Regions from separate parts of the Mus musculus genome. Here region 2 is linked to region 1. A link is a contact called in public promoter capture Hi-C data. All regions are on one chromosome and are shown on one strand. The core of a region is the stretch at or near the end of the contact, and the rest is flanking DNA. Distances in the headings are between cores, read along the strand shown.

Evidence for each region. Promoter capture Hi-C pulls out the DNA fragments that hold promoters and counts their contacts.
Region 2: a promoter capture Hi-C map of hippocampal neurons shows a contact between it and region 1, with 3 times the contacts expected there. The contact joins two enhancer-like sites. A contact is called at or near these places in 5 of 39 promoter capture datasets (cranial neural crest, frontonasal cranial neural crest, hippocampal neurons and 2 more).

The regions. Positions count from the first base shown.
Region 1 is chr7:12,905,307-12,911,940 of GRCm38.p6, forward strand. It overlaps Zscan22 (zinc finger and SCAN domain containing 22), which reads left to right. Exons shown (of 3, transcript NM_001290436.1): 3 at 928-3,777. The coding sequence ends at 2,015. Among named protein-coding and RNA genes, the nearest start is that of Zscan22, 11 kb to the left of the region's middle. Within about 2 kb of position 5,280, at least 302 of the 459 cell types and tissues checked have an H3K27ac peak or open chromatin away from gene starts, as enhancers often do. A contact at or near this core is called in hippocampal neurons and second pharyngeal arch cranial neural crest, where this site is marked.
Region 2 is chr7:6,395,388-6,401,949 of GRCm38.p6, forward strand. It overlaps Zfp28 (zinc finger protein 28), which reads left to right. Exons shown (of 7, transcript NM_175247.3): 7 at 1-1,250. Among named protein-coding and RNA genes, the nearest start is that of Zfp28, 15 kb to the left of the region's middle. Within about 2 kb of position 3,299, at least 170 of the 459 cell types and tissues checked have an H3K27ac peak or open chromatin away from gene starts, as enhancers often do. A contact at or near this core is called in hippocampal neurons and second pharyngeal arch cranial neural crest, where this site is marked.

The sequences.
Region 1 (6,634 bases), core at 4,030-6,529:
CACCTCAGTCTCTCATCTACAGTGGAGCCACTGAGTATCTCCTGGAATGGAAATGAGTCAGTGGAAGTTACACACTGCACTTGGAATGTAGCACATAACAAAACCCTGATATAAACCAGCAACCCTGGCAGGCAAGTACTAGCACAAACTGAGGTCCATATGATGGCAGTGTTGTTTAAGGATTGACCACTTGGCAGCTCAAAGTATGGGGTTAGAGCACTGTGAGTCCACTCAGCCCAACTGTACACTAGAACAATAACTATTGCATCCTTCTCTGACTCATCCCTAGGATTCATCTGTAAATGTTGCCAGATGTAGTATGGTCAGATACCCTTTGTACCTATGAAGAACTGGTCAGTGCAGGTGTGCCTCTCCCTCCTGTGACTTGGAGCTTCAGAAGCAGATCACCCACTCTCCACAATGTCTAAATTCTGCTGTGAGAAATGACAGTCACAAGCATCTCGACTGATCTCATTTGGCCACTATTCCCAAAGACAGCTGCAGCGTTTAAGGGACAGAGCCTAGACTCCCAGTGGTCTACCCGCGACTGCAGGGAGGAGATGCACAGGTGCCTGACAAGGACCGGCTCCCTTCACTCTTGTTTCATTCTGATCTTGTCCACATGAAAGCTTTTCCTTTTGGCGTTTTAGCCAGATCAGGAGCCTTGGCAAAATGGATGGTTTGGTTGAGGGTGGAAAAAATCAGAATCACGAGGCAGTTTAAGGTCATATAAGAGGACAAGCCTGAATTCTTTTTCTTACCCAAGACCCCAAAGGGGAAACTTCCTTTTGGAAATGAGGCCATGAGAGAAGAGTGATCCACATCTTCCCTTTCAGAGTAAATGAGCTGGGCCTGAAGCAGATGAAGAGGCTTATGTGGTGATCCATGGTGAAAAAAATAACAGAGTGCTTTTTGATTTAATTCCAGGATGGGAGCCAGGAGTGGAACGTGAAGAGGCAAGTTGCAAACAGAGCAATACAGATGAATTGGAGCCACCAAAAATGGCGACTGAAACTGTCATGGGAAGCGTTTTGCCAAAATCTACCCTTGCCCACACTTGTAAACCTGAGAGCCACTCAGAGAGCCAGCCAGAATTCCTAGGAGCACTCTGGATGAAGTCTACTGCCCAAGAGATGGATTTCAGAAAAGCTCTGGGGCCTCACATGGATGCCCCCAAAGACCAGCCTGGCCATGAGTCTAACACCTCAGGAAACGGTTCCAACATGTGGCCCAACTTCCCTTCCCAAGACAAGGCTTCTTCAGAGGAGAAATTTGGCCCATTACTTGATAATGAGACAGTGCCTCCAGATACTTGCTCAGAGAAGAAATCCTCCAAGGATAGTGAATGTTTGAAAACATTCCAGAACACTTCAGCTCTGGAGGCCCACCAGAAGAGCCACTCTCAGAAGACGCCCTATGCCTGTACTGAGTGTGGGAAGGTATTCAGTCGGAGCACCCACCTTGTCCAACACCAGGTTGTTCACACAGGAGCAAAGCCCCATGCGTGTAAAGAGTGTGGTAAAGCCTTCAGTCGCGTTGCCCACCTGACACAGCACCTGAGGATTCATACTGGGGAGAAGCCTTATAAATGTGAGGAATGTGGTAAAACCTTCAGCCGCAGCACCCACCTCACGCAGCACCAGCGAGTACACACAGGCGAGCGGCCCTACGAGTGTGATACTTGCGGCAAAGCCTTCAGCCAGAGCACCCACCTGACACAGCACCAGCGCATCCACACCGGGGAGAAGCCCTACAGGTGTGATGTGTGTGGGAAAGCCTTCAGTGACTGTTCAGCTCTGGTCCGGCACCTGAGAGTCCACTCTGGAGAGAAGCCTTATCAATGTAAGGACTGCCCGAAGGCCTTCGCACAAAGCTCCTCCCTCATTGAGCACCAGCGCACTCACACAGGTGAAAAGCCTTATAAATGCAGTGACTGTGGGAAAGCTTTTAGCCGCAGCTCAGCTCTCATGGTGCACCTAAAGATCCATATCACCGTGACTCGAAGCACCCCTTAGAGTACAGCACAGCCTCCCTGAGAGGATTGACATCTAAGAAATCTGATAATTGTGCTACCCAGTGTCTAAGGGGTTATCTGGGAACACCTCTACATTTGAGGTCCCAGAGGAAATCCCCTAATGAACACGGATTCAGACCAATTGGTGAAGCTTCTAGAAGCTTCCTACTGCCCTCTGTATCCCACTCAGGCTGGTCCCAGAGAGAAGATACTAAACTGATGATCTGCATTATTTCTTGGAACCAGAGCAAGTAAAGCCAGGTGTCTTTCCAGGCTCAGATGCCCCAAGATCCTCGAGGCAGGAAGACCCCAAGCTTCAGGTTCTCACATAGTTACTGTTCTTGCCGGTTCCTTGCTGGTCAGCCTAGAATGGCCCACTCTGTGCCTTCGTACCTGCTTCCCCACAATATTACTTTATGCCTAACTCCAAGACAGACTTGGGAGGCTGCCTCTCCATGCTATCCCTCTCATGTTCTCCCTGCTTTAATCCACAGTGTCTGTCTTCTCCTCCCACGTCTTCCTTCCACATCTCAGGCTCCAGCCCTGTGGATTCACCGCAGGCTCATCTCTAATCTAGCCCCTCCTGCAGTATCACCTCCTGTGAGCTCACCTTGGGCCTCCCACTGGATTTTTATCAGGGCTCTCCTTTCTCACCTCTTCCTGCCTTCATTCCATCCCCACCCACTTTCTTCCTGGCGCATCTCTTTCTGCTACCCAGATCACAGTGAATCATTCCATGACACAATATGTTGTCAGTGAGTCACCTCTTCAACAAACAAGCATGTCAGGATATATGTCATTTTGGTCCAAGCAATTACTCTAGGTATCCTGAAATGTTGTCAAAGGAATGTTGTCATCTGTCTTTGAGCACAGTGTGTGAAAGTGATTTCAAAGTACTGGTCTGCCTGTTGGGCAAACTACACTCCTTGTCTGTTGTCTTATGTTTGCTCCAGACCTGGCTTCCTCTTGCCTCTTCCACTCCTTGTAGCCTTCACCTTCCACATGTCAGCCATACATCCCCCACCTGTGTGCCTTCTTTCCTCTATGATGTCTCAGATGTCCTTGAAAAGCTTCCCTAAACACTTTGACCTGGCCTTATTTTGCCTGACACACTCTTGCTTCTGGGGTACCCCATTATTAACTATCTTAAACCTCTTTACCATGTCATTGTGCTTACACTTCTTAAACAATGCATAGGCCAATGCTCCCAAAGTATCTTATGCTGTGGACACAGTGCACAGCTAACCCTTCCCAATATCTCTAGGGTGAGTGTGACCAATACCTCCCTTAGGTAGTCACTGTCCTCCACCCCACGTTTCCTTCATAGAGACATTTATGGAAGAGCCCCTGTGCCCATGTAAGTCCAGCTTCAGTGGTCAAAACAAAACATTGCTATACTGAGCCTTCCTTGCCTCAGGGCCTGTAGCCCTGGGTACCACGGATTTAGAGGATGCCAGCACTCTGCCAGTCCTAAACTCAACCTGTTAACTTTGCTTTCCTTTCCCTCAGAAAGACAATCCCCTGGCTCCTGGGCCTCCTGACTTCACAAGGTTTTCTTTTCAGTCATGAATATACGTGAGCTACTATATTTACATCCATTAGCTTAATACATTTTGTTTTCCTGAGCCTTCCATGTCTCCTCTTGTGGCTTCACCTCATTGACTACACAAACAGACCCCACTCCCACCCCCAGGATAACTGCAGATTGGAATATTTCAATAAAAAGTAATAAAATCCTACCACATGGGCAGGGACTGCATACCAATTGGGCTTCTCCAACATCTGCATTTCCTTCTGTGTTGCCAGTGGAGGGAGTCCTCCAAGCAAAGGTTCACATTGCAGGCAGGCCAAACATAGGGCTGTTCCAGAGGTGCCAGATGAAGAGTATTTAGATAGGACTAAGAACCTTCCCCAGTTTGTAGGGCTGCAGATTCCTGTATCTGTGGTGCAGCTGTGCCATGAGGCAGTTTGGAAACAATGTGTAAACACAAAGTTCAGACTCACGGATCTCCTTTTCACAGAAGGTCAAGCCAGACTCACTGGCACCTACTGGGCTCTGATCTCTATAACAGCTATGAAGCCTTTAGTTCCAAGGCTGTCAGACCCAGCACCAAGAGCTGTAACACAGGCTACATTGGAGGACTGAGAAATCTCAATACCTAAGATTGCCTGTTCCATACAATGCCACCTGCCCCTGTGGGCTGAGGAATCCATACATTTAGACCTACAGGAGCTCTAGCAGTAAGGTGAAGACCCAACTTTTCACAAAGGGTGATAACACTAGGGGGCGCTGGTCTGTAGCTGTTTTTACACAGGGCTTGAAAATTAGCTGCAGGCAAGCACGGAAGGAAACCTGCTATCAAGCCCTTGAGTCTATCTGTAGAGCAGAAGCACCACAATAGGTTGGTGGTTTACACAAAATTGCCTAGTCCAAGGCTACCCCACCTGTCTGGTCACGGGCCATCTTCACCCCTACTGACTGTTCCCAAGCTTCAGCCTAGGCTGGCTATGGGGGCTATGTAGGACAGGATACGGCTGTCCTTTTTGTGCAGGCGCGAGTCCCTTCTGCACATGTGTGTGTGTCTTCATTGTCTCTCAATGGACACTTGGAGCTACAGTGTCAGACGCTACCCTTATGGGAAAAGCAGCCAAGAAACATTTAAGAAAGAAATGACCTGAAGGACATGTTCCTGAGACTAGCTCTAGAACTTTCAGGGAGGGAGGCAATAGGTTCCTCCAGCCTCTTTGAGGTGAGGACATTGAAGCAGACAGAAAATGCCTTAAGCCGACTGGAAAGGGAAACAGCAAGTTACAAAGGCCTGGAAAGTGGGTAATGTCCCGGCGTACGCCAAGAAGTGTGCTCGGCTCTAAGAGCCTTAGACTACCATGACTGGTAATAGGTTGGGCTCCCTTCATGAGTTTCAGTCTCCCAGCCACTATAGGATCCAGGAAGGCGTCAGATCTGCACGGAACTAGATAGGCAAAGAGAAAACGCTGCAGAACTGTAGGGAAAGGCAGGAACCGGAAGTGTGCTGTTTCTTATCTCTTCCCTAATCTTACGGTCCGGGAAGGAATGGCAGCACCATTAAGGGCCTGAAGGACTCCGTCTTGGAGACCAGAGCTGCAGGACTAGGCAGAATGTCTCGTTCTCATCGGTGGCTTCCAGCTCGAAACCAGAAGCGGACACATCCTTTTCCCCTCCGTCTCTTAAGTGTTGGGACGGGACCAAAAGCGGGGTAGGGGCACAGCGCAAGGCCTCGTGGGAAACGTAGTACTATTACATCCCTCCTGTGTTATGGCAACAGAGTTAGACGCACCTCCCACCCCCACTCCCCAGTGGGCTATTAACCTTCCTTAGTAAGGAGATAGTAACCGCAGAAACGGTCTACCACTCTCCCACCAAGCTCAAGTTAACGTTGAAAGACTTTTTTTTTCTTTTTTAAGATTTATTTATTTTGCCAGGCAGTGGTGGCACATTCCTTTAATCCCAGCACTTGAGCACTTGGGAGGCAGAGGCAGGTGGATTTCTGATTTCGAGGCCAGCCTGGTCTACAGAGTGAGTTCCAGGACAGCCAGGGCTACACAGAGAAACCCTGTCTCGAAAAACTCAAAAAAAAAAAAAAAATTATTTATTTTATGTGTGTGAGTACATTGCACTGTCTTCAGACACACCAGAAGAGGGCATCAGATCCCACTACAGATGGTTGTGAGCCACTTTGTGGTTGCTGAGAATTGAAAGCAGTCAGTGCTCTTAATCACTGAGCCATCACTCCAGCCCATGTTGAAAGACTATTGAAAAGCCCTAAAATGTCCCAGTGAGTGTGCCACCCTCCAGGCTAGTGAAATCCTGGCTCTAGAAGTGGAATTGACCACTGAGTATCAAAGTTCACTCGGTAACTATATGTGCATCCTGCATGAAGAAGAACCAACCCTCGCCCCGTGGTGTGAAACCTATTCTCCTGGTCTTGGATAGAATGACCTGGTCAAGCCAACTGCCTTTTGTTGGTTTTCATAACATCCTCCATCTATCCTATAATTTTTACCTTCATCTGATTTTGTTGTTTTGAAACAAGATCTCATATAGCCCAGACTGGCTAAGAATATTGAGAGCTGGGCCTAAAGAGATGGCTCAGTGGTTAAAAGCACTGGCTGCTTTTCCAGAGGGCATGGGTATGTTTTCCAACACCTTCATGGTGGATCACAACCATTCATAACTCCAGTTACAGGAATCCATTATCAACTTATGATACCTCTATGAGCATCAAGCAGGCATATGGTATCCATACATTCAAGAAAAATACACACCAACTTAAAATAAAATAAAATAAGGGCTGGTGAGATGGCTTAATGGCTAAGAGCACTGGCTGCTCTTCCAGAAGTCATGAGTTCAATTCCCAGCAACCACATGGTGGCTCACAACCATCTATAGGGGGATCTGATGCCTCTTCAGGCAGGCTGAGGTATATGCAACAGAGCACTCATGCATTAAATAAATAACTTTTCTAAAATAAAAATAAAAATCACACACACACAAAAAGCATTTTGAAAGCTATAAGATGCTGGGCGTGGTGGTGCACGCCTTTAATCCCAGCACTTGGGAGGCAGAGGCAGTCGGATTTC
Region 2 (6,562 bases), core at 2,049-4,548, 6.5 Mb before region 1:
TCCTTCTTTTTCTTGAAAACTTGGTTCTAAGCCAAGGGTATGGTGCGCTCACCTGCAATCCTAGAGTTCATGGATTCAAGGCCAGCTCTAGGCAACTTAGTGAGACCCTATCTCAAAATCAAAACAAAACAGCTGATCCTATAGTGCTGAACTGTATCATGGCTTTGGATTTGAACTGCATGATTATAAGGTAAGCGCTCTTAGTGAGGAGCTTACACTGTACACTTGGCAATAGCCTTAAAGGATAGTCAGCCTAAGTGTATGTAGGCTACTTGGAACAAATCAATCAAAATAATTGGGAAAATGCAAGGTTTTATACCCAGGAAGTTAAATCTCCCAACAAATAAAACTGAAGGATTTGATCTATAGAAAGTCACGGGTTTGTGAATGCATTCTTGGTAAACTTCTAAAGAAGTGTTAACTCTGGGGTAAACTGAGCTACAGTAGAGGGCAGCAAACTAACTTGCAGTCAGACTCTCACTGATTCCTTTTGGAGGGCCCATAATTTAAATTTATGAAGATATGTTTATGTGGTTTTAAATTGGACGAATATTTTCAACATAATTATGTGAAATTTACATCTCAGTGAAGTATTGGCATGAAGGCACAAGTTTACTTACATACTTTTTGTGGTGCTTCTGTCTACAAAGGGAAAGTTGTCCTGTGATGAAGACCATTTGACTCAGAGAGGAAAAAAAGACAATACCTGACTCTTTATGGAGAATGTTTGCTTAACTGTGCAAAAACAGTTGTCCTGTTTTTGTAAATAGAGTTTTATTGAGCCACACCCAGGCACTGGTTTACCAAACCCTTTGGTTAGTTGTTTACAGTGGCAGAATTGAGTAGCTGCACTGGAGACTTTCTGACCCTATAGAGACACAAATACTTAGAGCTGAAGAGTAGAGGAGAGTGTACAAAGGTTTCTAACCCCTCCCACCGCAATAATAAGCCCTGACCAAAAAACAAACTAAACCAAACAAGCCATACAACAACAAAACCCCCAAGAATATTAGGCCAATGCAATGACTCAGCAGGTAAAGGTACCTCTTGCCAATCCTGATGACCCGAATTTAATCCTTGCAATTCAGGTGGTAGAAGGAGAGAACTAATTCAGGAGAGTCCTCCAAACTTCACACAAGTGCTATCACATGCGTACCCCAAACACATACAGTAGATATTTAAAATACAGCTTATAAATCAATTTATGAAGAGATGAAAATATTAAATGAAATAAAGTCTATAAAAGAGAAGTATATGTAGAAGTATTATTAAAATGTTTATAAGTTATCTTTCCAAAAACAGAGTCTCATGAAAGATATGTGGCCAACTTCAGGAAACAATTAGGCAAAAACATAAAGGATTAGTTTTTTAGAAAGATCTGTTTATTTGTTTATTGATCGATTTATTTCGAGGCAGGGTCTTTCTTTGTAGTCTTGGCTGTCCTGGAACTTGCTATGTAGACTAGGCTATCTTTGAATTCACTGTCTCTGCCTCCCAAGTACTGTGATTAAAGGTATGCACCACCAGGCATGGTTTTGTGTGTGTGTGTGTGTGTGTGTGTGTGTGTGTGTGAGAGAGGGGGGGGGGAGAGAGGGAGAGAACCACGTGTATTTGTGTACCCTCAGAGGCGTGTGTGTGTGTGTGTGTGTGTGTGTGTGTGAGAGAGAGAGAGAGGGGGGGGGGAGAGAACCACGTGTATTTGTGTTGTGTACCCTCAGAGGCCAGGAGAGCACTAGATCCTCAGGAGAGCAACTCAGCACAGGAATTTAAAAAAATTAAATATGCTAATTTAATCTAAAGATATTCTTATTTAATACATGCTAATGAATGACAGGAGGCAAAAGTTCAGTCTCCTTTCACTTTGTTACTGTGAGAACAGCAAGCCTTGTATCTGTAGTATAGACACTGCAGTTCATAGCATACACATCTCAAGTCTCAGTTGATGTTGGCACCGTGTGGTGTAGCAGCATCCATAGAACAAAGTACACGTTAGGTATTCAGAGCCAAGGCTGCAATGGAACTGTGTAATGCGACATGGGAGATTGCTACCAGAAAGACCTCATACATGTTGAAATCTGAATTTTTAGTTGTACATTCAGAAGCTTACTGTTGTTTGCATCTTCTTCAGTGTTTATGGTCAGCTAGGCAGCTTAAGAAGCTGAAGTTTGGAGTTTACTGGGGCTTATGGTACATGGACTGTTCAGAACATCCCTGGTGTGTCTGCGCTTTTAGGGGAAAGTCAGCTACTATAGTTGCACACTCAAGGTATGCCCATGTTTACATAAAGGTAGTCTATTTGGCTGTTTTGACTGACAGTCCTTTTGCTTAAAGTAGTCAGGCAGCAAGAGAGGGAGGGGGAGGAGAGGGAGAGGGGAGCTGCCATCTGGAGGCTCAAATTTCCACATCCAACATCTTTGCCAAGTAACAAGAAAATTAACAACACTGGAGGTGTTTCTATGAATTTAAACAACTTTACATTAATAGTAGTAATGACTTTTGTTTGTATATTTGTTTCTTTTTTGAGACAGAATCTCTACATAGCCCTGGTTGTCCTGGAACTCACACTATGTGGACCAGGCTCACCTGAAACTCAGAGATCAGCCTGCCTAATTTTGTCTCCTGATTGCTGGGATTAAAGGTTTGTGCTTCCATGCCCAGCTAGTAGTGACTTTAAGAGTATGCTTTAATTATGTGAACATCTGCCTGGAGCATAAGAGACAGGTGGGTCATCATCTGTTCTGAAGCTCCTATGTGTCAAACACTTTTGTCACCGAAAATAAAGCCCCGAATAGGGTGAAGATGTGTAGTCTTGGGATGTTCAGCCTCGTAGACCTGGGGATTAGGGTGGGTTATGTCAGGAAGCTAAAGCATGAAATGGGTTACGCATTGAAATCACAAGTACACAAATCATAATCAAGTATTTTCCTCCTATCTTTTACTCTGTGTCCCCGATGCCTTCTAAATCTCACTCACTGCCCTCAGCTGTCTTCTACTGCAGAAGCCACAGCCGCCTCCTTGGCTTTAAAGCTTCTCATTTTAATTATATCCAGGCCTCATCTTCGCAAGCTGATAGTCACCTCTGAGCCGGTGTTCTATGGTCCGCCCTTCTTCTAGACTCAGACACGAGGCTGTGTGGTTTCTATTGACTGTATTCTAAAACGGGGGACATCAACTAGGGAAAGAGTGGCGACCAATTGACCTACTGAAGAGGCTTCTTGTCATTCTCTTGTGAAAACCTTGATCTAGATTCGCCGAGCGAGGACTACATTTCCCAAGTGCCATTGCGAGGGATCACTCGCCCACCTCCGGTATAAACCGGAAGTCACTGATACTTCAGCCCAGTCTTGGTGGATGTGGGATGGAAGTTAGACCTGGGTAAACTGCCAAGATTGGTGTCCTGGTCGGCGCAAGTGTGGTCTGGCATCCGTGGAACTGACACATGTGTTTTGTGTGAATGTGGGGATGTGGGTCTGTCTGGAAGGAGGCTGCGGGGAAGTGTGAAACGGGATGCATGGTGGAAGGGGCATGTGCCACCCGGCTTGCTTTCAAGTCCCAGCAGAGGGATGGTTGTGTGTACTGGAATGAGTGAAACACTTGAAAGCGGTTGAGGCGATACTCTTTCACTATCAGATGCGTGGCTTCAGGTGTCAAACTCCAGAATCCAGAGACAGTGTGCAGGCAGCTGAAGTATTTCTTGCTTGACCTTTCTGGAAGAGATAGAGCTCAGGACTCTTCTAGAAGCAATCACTACTTAGGTAAAAATGACAGATAGTTTGGGTCTGGCTAAAATAGCAAAAAGTCGAGATTTGAGGAAGATGTAATTTGCAGTGCCAAGTCTAGAGGGTGTCGGTGGTCTCCAGTGCTGGTAAACTCGTCTGAAGATTTGGAAGCCACTGATTTATACTATGGATCCAAGTTCAGGAGGGACCTTGACTTGCCCAGAGCTACTTAACCGGGCTCTGCTACATTCCTTTAGGGTGCTGCATACCAGCATTTCGTTTTTCACCTGTCAGGTCCTTGTCCTGTCTCGATAGACTAAGACTTTGGGTTGGAGAGGAGGCTCACAGCTCTATTTAGAAATGTCAGGGGATTCCAAGCTTTGATTCTGTGCAAGAATGTATTCACCTTTCCCTTGCTTCCTTTCTCTCACCGCCCATCCTAGTGACAAAGAGGGAGGGGAGAAGAATTGCTGTTCACAGTCCTCTGAGCCACTTAGAGTGTTCCATTCATTCCAGCACACTATGCTTGCTTCCCTGGACAGAGGTACAACAGCTAATGTTTATTGAGTGCTTATTATGTGACAGACACAGGCTGGGTCTCTAAGACCTTTGGGGAGTATTAATAGAAGAGTGTGAAATTAGGAAATACTTAGTCTTTTTTTTTTTTTTTTAAACAGATGAGGACTTTGAAGCACAAAGGGGACAAATAATCACCAGGAAGTAGAAGAGGCAGGATTCAGAGTCAGCAAGTGATGACTGCAGCATCCACTCTTCTTGCTGTCATGAACTCCCCGCAGGGTCTGTACAAGGTAGAGATTGTTAACACCCTTTGACAGCTGTGCCAGATGGTTAAGTAACATCAAGAGTTCTGTCTTCAAACTTCCACTCCAGGAGTTTTTGTTTTTTATATCTGGTGGTTTGATATGCTTGGCCCAGGGAGTGGCACTATTGGTGTGGCCCTGTTAGAGTAGGTGTGGCCTTGTTGGAGTATGTGTGTTACTGTGGCTTGAAGTGTGTCACCCCAGCTTCCTGGAAGCCAGTATTCTGCTAGCAGCCTTCAGATGATGATGTAGAACTCCCAGCTCCTCCTGTACCATGCCTACTTGGATGCTGCCATGTTCCTGCTTTGGTGATATTTGACTGAACCTATGAACCTGTAAGCCAGCCCCAATTAAATGTTATAAGACTTGCCTTGGTCATGGTGTCTGTTCACAGCAGTAAAACCCTAACTAAGACAATGAATCTTAGTTCTCAGGTTAAATGGAGAATTCTAATATATTCTTCATAAGATTTTTGTAAGGATTAAATGAGCTCACACATACTAGGTGCCGTCCCTGCCACGTATAAATTCAGTTAAGTGTTCATTTTTATTATAATAATCTTTTGGAAAGGCCATGGAATTTATAATAAAGAAGTCAGAATCAGGGGCTGAGTAGATGTGTCAGCAGTTAAGGGCACTTGCTGCTCTTGTAGAGGATCTGGGTTCAATACCCAGCACCCACAGGGTGGCTTACCACCATCTGTAACTTCACTTCCAGGAGATCCAATGCTCTCTTCAGACATCCTTGGGCTTCTGCATGCACGTGGTGCACATAACACACATTCAGGAACACACACCTATACCATAAAATAAAGAAAGAATTTAAAAACTTTAGAATTAATTCAGCTTTGCTCCCCCTTCATAATGAAAGGAATGAGTCAGAGCGGGTAACAAGGGACCTCATCACAGCCCATTTGCTGTAAGGCGAACCGAGACCTGGGTCTCACGACACTTCTCTGAAACCACAGGGCTACTGTTGGAGCTTTGGGGGAACGTGGCTTCGGCATGAACTCACCTCTTCACATCCCGACCCGTTAGTTTCACGGGGAGGCATATTTTGTAGTGTCTACTTGAATGAAGAGGACTGGAGTCTGGCAGACTTAGCTTGGTGACTATTTCTCATTACATACTGGTTGTTTGATTTGTGAAAAGCTTTTCCAGAGGTTTCATACATAAAATGAGATATACATATAAAATAAGATAATTTTTAAAAATTATTATATTTTAAATATACAACGTACCTTAATGAATGGGTCTGGCTGAGGGGAAACATCGAGGGGTTGGTAGGTTGTTTTCAACCTGCAAATCTAGTGGGAGGGAATTCTCAGCTATATTTTTAGGTTTCCATTGAATACCTAGTCAGTTGGGTTCAGTCTCTTGGTGTGTGTGTGTGTGTTGTGTTGGTGTGTTTCTGAGTTGTATTTTTGTAACTCGATCTCCACAACTTCTCCTTCATCAGTTGTATGCTCTCTAGTTGAAGTCATACAAATGAAGAACCAAGAATAAATGTAAGTGACAAAATCAAGTTGGTTAAAGCCATGTCCCCATTGATCATGTCAGCATTCAGTGTTCTCTCTTTCCCTGCTGAAATAAAGGCTTGTGCTTAGGAATTTGGCAATGTCTGTTCCCCTTTGAAAGACTAAGTCTACTCGCCAAGTGACGTACTTCCTTCAGGAGGCTCCAGATACAAGAGACCAGTCAGAAAGCAATGCATGAAGTTGTTTCTGAGCTGCCACCTTCCCCCAAAAAGAGAATAAGCTGCAATCTAAATGGTTTCCAAGTCCATAAAACCTTAAAGGAAAAGCACCCTCCATGTTACAGTGAAGGCAAGCTCTGTCAGAGATAGCTCAGTGGTTAAGAGCACTTGCTGCTCTTGCAAAGGACCAGAGTTTGATTTCTCTCTTGGTGGCTCACAGCCATTTGTCACTCCAGTTCTGATGCACTCTTCTGGCCTCTTCATCATCTTCTTCTTTTTTTTTTTTTAAAGGATAGAAGTCTTCTATTAAAAAAAAAAGCTCAAACC